Regions from separate parts of the Zea mays genome. Here region 1 is linked to region 2. Evidence: chromatin contacts called from public Hi-C data. All regions are on one chromosome and are shown on one strand. The core of a region is the stretch at or near the end of the contact, and the rest is flanking DNA. Distances in the headings are between cores, read along the strand shown. Region 1 holds the start of LOC100283282 (adenine phosphoribosyltransferase 2). Region 2 holds the start of LOC103627402 (abscisic acid receptor PYL5).

Region 1 (4,384 bases), core at 902-3,401, 620 kb before region 2:
TTAGGACCAAGAGAGTATAAGACACATGCTTAGAAGGGTACTACATCCATTCTTAATATTTGTCACTGGTTATTTCATTTTTGAACTAAAATATGACAAATAAATAAAAAGAGCGGATAGAGTATATGGAAATGGATTCAAAATCAAAACAGAAACATGTTGAAGGAGTCTCACCGGGGAGCTTCCTAGGCTTGCGCAAAGGTATGAACTTGGCGCCAATAGCCAATGCGACTGCCGGGCCAAATATGAAGCCCCTGGCCTCAATCCCTGGAAGAGTAGAGTGTCAAGCAAGGAGCCACAACACACAAGTCAGAGCTAGCGCAACGCAAGTGCTGGTGGATGGAAACATGATGAATGGCCTGGCACTGCCAAGTAATGAGACAATAATATCTGACAAAAGATTCGGCCACATAAGCAACAGCAGCGACACGTTGAAGCATGAAGCTCGTGTTTTTTAAAAAGAAAAAAGAAAAAAGAAATGGAATGGACGGAAAGGCGAGAGGGAAAGAAAACCAAAAAAACTCAGGAACCAAAGGGCGCAGAAGCGGACAGAGGATCCAACAAGCAACAGAGCAAAATCTCAGAAGCAGTACTTTGCAGCGATAACGACAGCGGATCGGGTGACATCAGGGCGCGGCAGCAGCAGAGAAGCGATGCATGACGGGCGTATACCACGGGGTGGGTGTCCCCCGCGCCGCTCGATCACGTGCGCCGGCTGCCGCAGCCGTCCGATCGCGCGGGGCCACGCCGGACGCTGCGGCATGCTGCCGCGGCCTTGACCCCCCCATTGCCATTGGTCCCTGCCGCGGGACCGGATCTGTGCCCGTAGCAGGCCTCCTTCTATACGTGTGCGGTGTGCCTGCCACTGCCACCCCCGCCCCGATACGCTACTGGATGCGGCAGATTCCGGACGCGGCCGCGGCGGGAAAGCCTGGAAAGGCGCGCCCAGGTCATGTGCCTAGACAGACGGACGGACGGAGGGAGGGAGGGGAAGGACGCTGCGCCAAACATTCTGCCACGAGCGCATGCACGCCCTGTGGCCCTGTGCTGCGTGCATGGCGGGTTCGCCGGTTCAATGTCTACTGGCTGTCTGGCAGTGGCAGCGCCAAGCGTGCACTCAACCCACACCGGCAGACGAGGTTAACCACACGCCGTTCCATGCGCCACGGCCACGGCACATGCACACGGCCGGGGAGGAGACGGGCCCGGCTGTCAGCGGCGGTCCAGCGCGATCTCGCGCATTTATTATCGGTCTCTGCAGCCTTTTAGTAGGATCTGCCTTGCACACCTGGCGCCGGATGGATATGGCAGGCGGGGCGGAGCTGGGCGAAACGCAAATCCAGCAACAGTGGCGTGGGAGGATTATTATGATATGATCCTCCCGAGGAAAGAAAGCAGGCCCGAGCTGCAACGCGAGCGCGAGCGAGAAAAAGGCGGGACGGACGCCGGCAACGACAAAAGCGCGGGGGGCGCAAAAAGGACCGAGGGAGATCTCCCCCAGAGATTTTACGGAATCTCAGAACTCTGCCCACAACAGCTCAGCGCGACAGCGACGTGCCGCTTCAGGCACCGCCGCCGGATACTGGTCGTCGAGTCGACCGGCCGGAAGAGACGAATCGAGGCGAGGCCAGGGGAGGTGCGGTGTCCGTCGGGCTGTGCTGGTTACGTACCGGCGACGGCGTCGATGCGCATCCCGCGGTAGCGCTCGACGAACAGGTCGACGGCGTCCTTGAACACCCTGGGGCGCAGCAGCAGCGTGGTGATGTCGTTGAACATGATGCCTGCAGCGTCCCGTGGCCCCCAACGACGGCGCATGCAGAGCAAGGAAGGCGTTACTGGCGGGCGGCACAATTGGCAGCAGAAGGCGTGTGGAGAGGAGTGAGCGAGTGAGTGAAGAAAGGCGTAGTACCGTGCTTGGGGAAGTGCGGCACGACGCGGATGGCGTCGGAGATGCCCTGCAGCCGGGGGTCAGCGGCCGCCTCCTGGGCCACTACCTCCGCCACAGCCGGCGCGCGTCCGTTCTCCTTGGCCGGCCTGGCGTTGGTGGCGGCCTCCATCGCGCTGGCAGCGTTGCAGCTGGCCTCTTCACCCATTATTTCCTCTCTCGCTCGATGGGGCTCGGGTCGGTCCAAGCTCCAAGCTCCTCTTCGACACCGCCCTTTATTGTTGCTTGCTGGACCGGTGCGCCCGCGGCGTATATATATAGCCGAGGCAGAGAGCAGAGCAGGGCTACTAGCCGGGTGGGGGGAATGGAGTGACTACTACTACTACTGAGTACTGACTAGTGAGAAGCACCAGCCCGGGCCTCGGGTTGCCGGATCGGGACGGGAGAAATTAAACCGGGGCAGACGTTACCGTCCACGCGGCCAACGGGCTGCGGACACGGCGATCAAGCAGTACGGCGGCACGGTCATGCCGAAAACCTGGGACGAAGTAACGGGGGGCTGGCCGGGTGGGTTGGGTTGGGTTGGGTGACATAAGTGCAGTGGTGGTGACGCCGTGGTACTGCTAATCTAGTAGGACACCGGCGCGGCGCGGCACTGCACGGCAGGCAGGCAGGCAGGCCCAACCCGACGAGCCGTGGTGGAGTGGAGGGTGTGTACCCACACAAGCGCTTCAAATCCGGACGCCGTGCGGTGCGGTGCGGTCCGGTGGCTACTGCCTAGGCTAGCCCCAAGTGGAGCAGCGGCTGCGCCCTACTAGGCCACTGTTAAGTAAACGAAACGCGCTCCCCGTTTTCTTTCCCTTTTCCTCTCTGAAACGGCTAGGCCTAGGCGCGCTGCTCATCAATACTGGGGCCAGGGCGCGAAGCTTTTCACGAAAAGAGAAAGAGGCACGCCCCCAGTAACCCTCCCTGGCTCACATTTGTCACGTACTACAACTGTACAAGTAGTAGGGGCACAGCGCACACACCGAGATATATAGAGAGAGAGAGATTGTGTGCCTATGCGGCTATGCCTATGCCTATGCACGTACTAGCGCATAGTCGTACGGGGGCTATGCGTGCTGTGGGCTGCCGTGCCACCACTGCTCGTCCTCGAGGGAGGCCAAGACGAGGAGCCCCCGGCGCAGTGCAGTGCGGTGCGGCGCGGGAAATATTTGCGATCTGGAAAGGACGGACAGAACCCGCCGGAAGAGATGATCCATCGTCGCCAAACTCCTCGATCAGTGAGAAAAACGCTTCTCGACGTTTTTATCCCGGTCAAGGCCCAAGGGTGATTTCTGAATTCTGATCTCCGACGCCGGCGCCAACTTCGTGATTATACAGTTTGGAGTAGTCGCAGGGGATGCGATGAAAGGCCACGCGCTCGCGCTGGCATCGTTGCCACGTTACTGTTTTCCAGACAGTTGTTGTTTACTATTCATCAGTACCGCCCTGTGGCTGGGAGCAGCCGCTAGTCCGCTACAGTATCGATGGAGGTAGTAGCCAGGGCCCAGGTGGTGTGTGTGTGTGGGGGGGGGGGGGGGGGGAGCCATGTTACTGGCATTTTGCAAGTGCGGTTGCCCTTACCAGGAGGACGCGATCGCGTCAGTGATCGATCCAGGAACTGCTCCGGTAGTACGTCCTCGATTTCCACTTGGTTTTTGGCATCCGGTCCTCCTGCTCTCGACCGGGCTGACGGGCTCTACAGCAAGCATAGATGTCCAAATAGACGTGTCAGTCGTGGCAATCCGTGCCACGCCACGGTACAGTTTTAACTTTTTTTAATGGCTAGTTTAAATTCATTCAATAAAATAACTTATTTAGGGGGTGTTTGGTTTATAGGGACTAAACTTTAGTCCCTACACTTTATTCCATTTTAATTCATAAATTGTTAAATATGGAAACTAAAATAGAGTTTTAGTTTCTATATTTAGTAATTTAGGGACTAAAATAGAATAAATTGAGGGACTAAACATTAGTCCCTAGAAACCAAACACCCCCTTAGTTTGAAATTTGTCATTCCACCACTTTCCAAAATTAAGATATAAGTTTAATTCAAATTCATAGGGTGAATGATGAGAAATAATTTTATATATTAGTTGAATTTATTTCTATTCTATAACTTATATGACACTCTTAGTTTCACACATTCATAGTAAAAATATAGCACATAAATATCTCCGACATCTTTCTAATAATAGTATATAAATATATTTTGCATAAAATCGAATTAGGTTAATTAATATAATGCCTAAATTATTATTGTTAGAATGGAATTCAATTCTAATGATTCAAACGAGACGTAAGAGAAATTAGTTTGTTTTCCTTGGTAAAATTGAAATCCCTTGTGAAAGCATTATTCCCAAACTAGCCCTACCGGATCCTCTTAAGTTTTTCCTATATACCTACTGTATACCTACTATACAGTTAACCTCACCTAATTTTCATCGTTTACTTTTC
Region 2 (4,528 bases), core at 1,514-4,013:
TAGAGGGGGGGTGAATAGGGCAAAACTGAAATTTACAAATATAAACACAACTACAAACCGGGTTTAGCGTTAGTAATAAGAAACGAGTCCGCAAGAGAGGGCGCAAAACAAATCCCAAGCGAATAAGCAAGTGAGACACGGAGATTTGTTTTACCGAGGTTCGGTTCTTGCAAACCTACTCCCCGTTGAGGAGGCCACAAAGGCCGGGTCTCTTTCAACCCTTCCCTCTCTCAAACGATCCACGGATCGAGTGAGCTTTCTCTTCTCAATCACTTGGAACACAAAGTTCCCACAAGGACCACCACAAGATTGGTGTCTCTTGCCTCAATTACAAGTGAGTTTGGTTGCAAAAGAAGGATCAAGAAAGAAGAAAGCAATCCAAGCGCAAGAGCTCGAAAGAACACAAGCAAATCACTCTCTCTAGTCACTATGGCGTTGTGTGGGATTTGGAGAGGATTTGATCTTTTTGGCGTGTCTAGAATTGAATGCTAGAGCTCTTGTAGTAGTTGAGAAGTGGAAAACTTGGATGCAATGAATGGTGGGGTGGTTGGGGTATTTATAGCCCCAACCACCAAAAGTGGCCGTTGGGAGGCTGTCTGCTCGATGGCGCACCGGACAGTCCGGTGCACACCGGACAGTCCGGTGCCCCCTGCCACGTCATCACTGCCGTTGGATTCTGACCGTTGGAGCTTCTGACTTGTGGGCCCGCCTGGGTGTCCGGTGCACACCGGACAGGTACTGTTTGCTGTCCGGTGTGCCAGCATGGGCGAGCCTGCCATCTGCGCGCGCAGAGCGCGCATTAAATGCGCCGCAGAGAGCCGTTGGCGCGGAGTTAGCCGTTGCTCCGGAGTCGCACCGGACAGTCCGGTGCACACCGGACAGTCCGGTGAATTATAGCGGACGAGCCGTTGGAGTTTCCCGAAGCTGGCGAGTTCCTGAGGTCGACCTCCCTTGGCGCACCGGACACTGTCCGGTGTACACCGGACAGTCCGGTGAATTATAGCCGAGTCGCCTCTGGTAATTCCCGAAGGTGGCGAGTTTGAGTCTGAGTCTCCCTGGTGCACCGGACATGTCCGGTGGCACACCGGACAGTCCGGTGCGCCAGACCAGGGGTGCCTTCGGTTGCCCTTTTGCTCCTTTGTTGAATCCATAACTTGGTCTTTTTATTGGCTGAGTGTGAACCTTTTACACCTGTATAATCTATACACTTGGGCAAACTAGTTAGTCCAAAGATTTGTGTTGGGCAATTCAACCACCAAAATTATATAGGAACTAGGTGTAAGCCTAATTCCCTTTCACATACCTTGACCTCAGCATACAGCTTCCTCTCCCAGAAATAGAGTTTCTCAAGTGCCGAGGATAGGCTCTGCGAGTCCACCATCCCTACCACTCCGACGTCCACGACGTCCATGTCTTTGCACCCCAAATGAGCCACGGAGATAGCCGACATCATCTTTGAGGAAGCTGAACAAAGAATTAAGCATCAAGTGCACAAGTTACTGACAATCCGAGTCAAATTGGGCATGAAGTAAACAAGATGTAGCTCACATTGGTAGACTGAGCTGCGGCCTTGGTAGCTTGGCCTCCCGACTTCGAGCATTGGCGCGAGCTGCCTAGCCGCCTCGGCTGTGCGGACAAGCTGTGCCTTGATTTCACAAGCTACAGTCGCGGGCATATCAAGGCCGGGATTGACGTTGACGTCGCGCAGGCTGCCCACCTCGAGCTGGTCCCCGCGCACGACGCAGTTCCTGACGAATGGCTTGTACCGCTGCGGCTGGTCGAACCTCCGCACCAGCTCCCACACCTGCGATGCGATCGACGGCGTCAGCTTCCAATCGATTTGATGCCAGCCGCGATTCACCCAACATCACGAGAACACGTCGGTGGGGGTGGGGGGAGAGAGACACCCAACAAGGCATGGGGAATCGGACGAAGGACTCCAGATCCGAAGAGAAATAGCAGCCCAGACGCGAGGCAGTCCAACCGCTGAACCACCGGGGCCAGCCGCGTTGAGGGTAGGAAAGAGCGGGGTGGAGGGGGGGACATACGAGGTGGACGGGCGCCTTGATGTGCTTGACGAGGGTGGAGGTGCACTGGTGCTCGGTCGGCGCGTGGCGGTGCATGCGGCGCACGTACTCTGCCTCCCCTCCGGCGTTGGCGACGACGTGCTCCGCCCGCGCCGTGCTGCCGCCGACGAGACCCACCATCTCCGGCTCCCTCCTCCTGCTCAGCCGCAGCTCCTCGCCCCGTTTACTTTTGCTTGCTTGTTGGCTCGCCTGGCTGGATGGATGAGAACGAGAGAGAGAGAGGAAAAGGGAGTCGGAGCGGAGACAGTGGGTTTCTGCTGGCCTGGGCTAGTCGGAGCGGAGACAGTGGGTTTCTCTTTTTTTTCTGGAGGTTGGGCGGGCGGGTGGGCGGAGGTGGGGAGCGGCTCCGCAGGCGGGGTGCGCCATGGTCGCCGGCGGCGAGAAGGCCCCGAACACGTAGATCTGTGCGGTGGAAGTGAAGCTGTGTGCGGTGGGGTTTGCGGCGTGGTTTGAGGAGGCGGTTGGAAGCACGGCGGGGTTTCCGGAGGTCGGGCGCGGGCGGGCGGGCGGAGGTGGGGAGCGGCTCCGCAGGCGGGGTGCGGGTGGAGGCGGGTTCGGCGGCGGGGGAGACGCGGGATTCGTGGTGCTTGAGGTGCGGGCGGGCGTGCGGGTGGGATTGGTCGCGGCGGGATTGGTGGCGTGCAGGGTTGCGGGCGGCCGCGGCGGGATTGCGGGCGGGCGGGTGTAGAGGCGGGGGCAGTCTACAATTGGTTATTAATAGTTGTAGAGATTTCACCTATCTTGCTCTCCTCTCAGTTTCCACCAAACATACATTGTTTTGAGGATGACTTGTGCCGCGTACATATAGATCGGATCTCTATAGTGGACGTGTTTAGGATAGGAGGTATAATAAATGCTGGTCGTCCTCGTATCGGCCCTCTTTCTATTTAACATAAGCGGTATATATGAAAAAGGAGTCGTCACAATCATAAAATTGTTACGTTTTTTTTTTATCAGAGCTTGAAATGTGAGTATGACTCGGTTCCTTGGTTGAGTCAGATGAGAACCCAAGAGAAACGACGGTGTGTTTTCCGTGGCCCAATCGTGCGGTGCCTGCGCTGCGGCCATACAGCTTGGGCCTTGGGCAGCCGGCGGGTGTTCTCACTTCTCACCGACGGTCGTTCATTGTGCTGCGGAATCAGCGACGAAGATGGTAGCTGGGGGGACGGTAAATGGGGTGGCTAGTTCGACTGCTGCCTGCGCTCTGAAGAATATGAATATGACACGTACGTACGTGCGTGCTACTCAGCCAGTCGCCCAGTCCTCGATCGGTCACGCAGTGCAATAGGGCACAGGCCACTGCACGGACGTCGCAGCACAAGATGCGTTTGTGACTTTGTGTGTGTGTCTGTTCCTGTGTTTGTGCGTGAGTTGTGAGTGAGAGAACGCTCAAGCGGCTCAACGGGTGCAAACTTTTTTCTGCTATACGTTTGGACACCCTGCAGGCTAGCTGCGCCACTATATTGTTCTTTTTTTTTTCTCTTCTCAGTTTTGCATGTTATTCGACGATCGATATCGCAAAATGAAGAGCGAACAGCACAAGCGAACTAGCTAGTGTACGGTATGTTATGACTTGCGCTGTGTCACTGTCAACAACAACAAACTGCTCAATAATATCATTCTTATTCCCCAGTTGGATCAAGAATTAATTGGCCAGCAGGGGGAGAGTCAATACAGAAACCCGATAATTAACGCTTTGCACACTGAAATACACCAGAAAGAAACTTCACTTTCATTATTGCATGGACAAAGTTGAAGCCAAAGTACTAGCTAGCTGAAAGGCAACTACTGCAAAAGAACAATGCACCGGAAAACTTAGCTTTATTACAGCAAATAGCAGAGTAGTTCATGCGAAAGTAGGTGAAAGGAAAACAATAATATATAGCTACTACTAGCTGCGAGAGTGTTCCAAGCTCAAGAGGGATAGACGGGGACGAGAGGGATGGAAGGATCGACAGGCGCGAGACGAGGAGAGGTAGTCGCAAGATGCAAGAGGGTAATTCGTAGGAGATTATCTCCGGACAAAAAGTCTTGCAAGGTCAAGAAGACGCTCGCTTAACTTTTTGTCACAAGAAGGGTTCTGACAGCGGTGGTGAATAGGTTGGAAGTCGAGGAATAAGCTCGGCGAGGATAGCGCCGTATCACAGAACAGCATGAGCACGGAAGCGCTCCCAGCAGCCGCTGGTGCTCGCACGGCGGTGCTTGAGCCGCTTCCTCTTCTTCCTGGTCATCCAGCAGCAGAGGCGCCCCGTCGAGGCTGCGGCAGCCGGCGGTGACGCGGGGGCCCCGGTGGCCGAGAAGCTTGGGCAGTAGACCGGGAGCAAGAACGTCCGGCGGCGATGGTGGTCGTCGCTTGGCATCTTGTTGCTTGGTGGCCTGGCCTGAGAGGAGGAGAGGGTTCGCAACGGCAAGAACGGTGGAGAAGAAGGGCTGCTGGGGCT

The links. Hi-C and Micro-C count contacts between places; a contact is called where the count stands out from the background.
Region 1: a Hi-C map of ear shows a contact between it and region 2, with 2.3 times the contacts expected there. The contact joins the promoter of LOC100283282 here to the promoter of LOC103627402 in region 2. A contact is called at or near these places in 2 of 25 Hi-C or Micro-C datasets (ear and tassel).

What each region holds. Positions count from the first base shown.
Region 1 is chr5:187,872,074-187,876,457 of Zm-B73-REFERENCE-NAM-5.0, reverse strand. It overlaps LOC100283282 (adenine phosphoribosyltransferase 2), which reads right to left and starts at 2,151. Exons shown (of 7, transcript NM_001156184.2): 1 at 1,910-2,151; 2 at 1,671-1,781; 3 at 175-267. The coding sequence starts at 2,093.
Region 2 is chr5:187,255,527-187,260,054 of Zm-B73-REFERENCE-NAM-5.0, reverse strand. LOC103627402 (abscisic acid receptor PYL5) reads right to left here and starts at 2,763. Exons shown (of 5, transcript XR_004849619.1): 1 at 2,049-2,763; 2 at 1,549-1,804; 3 at 1,304-1,464.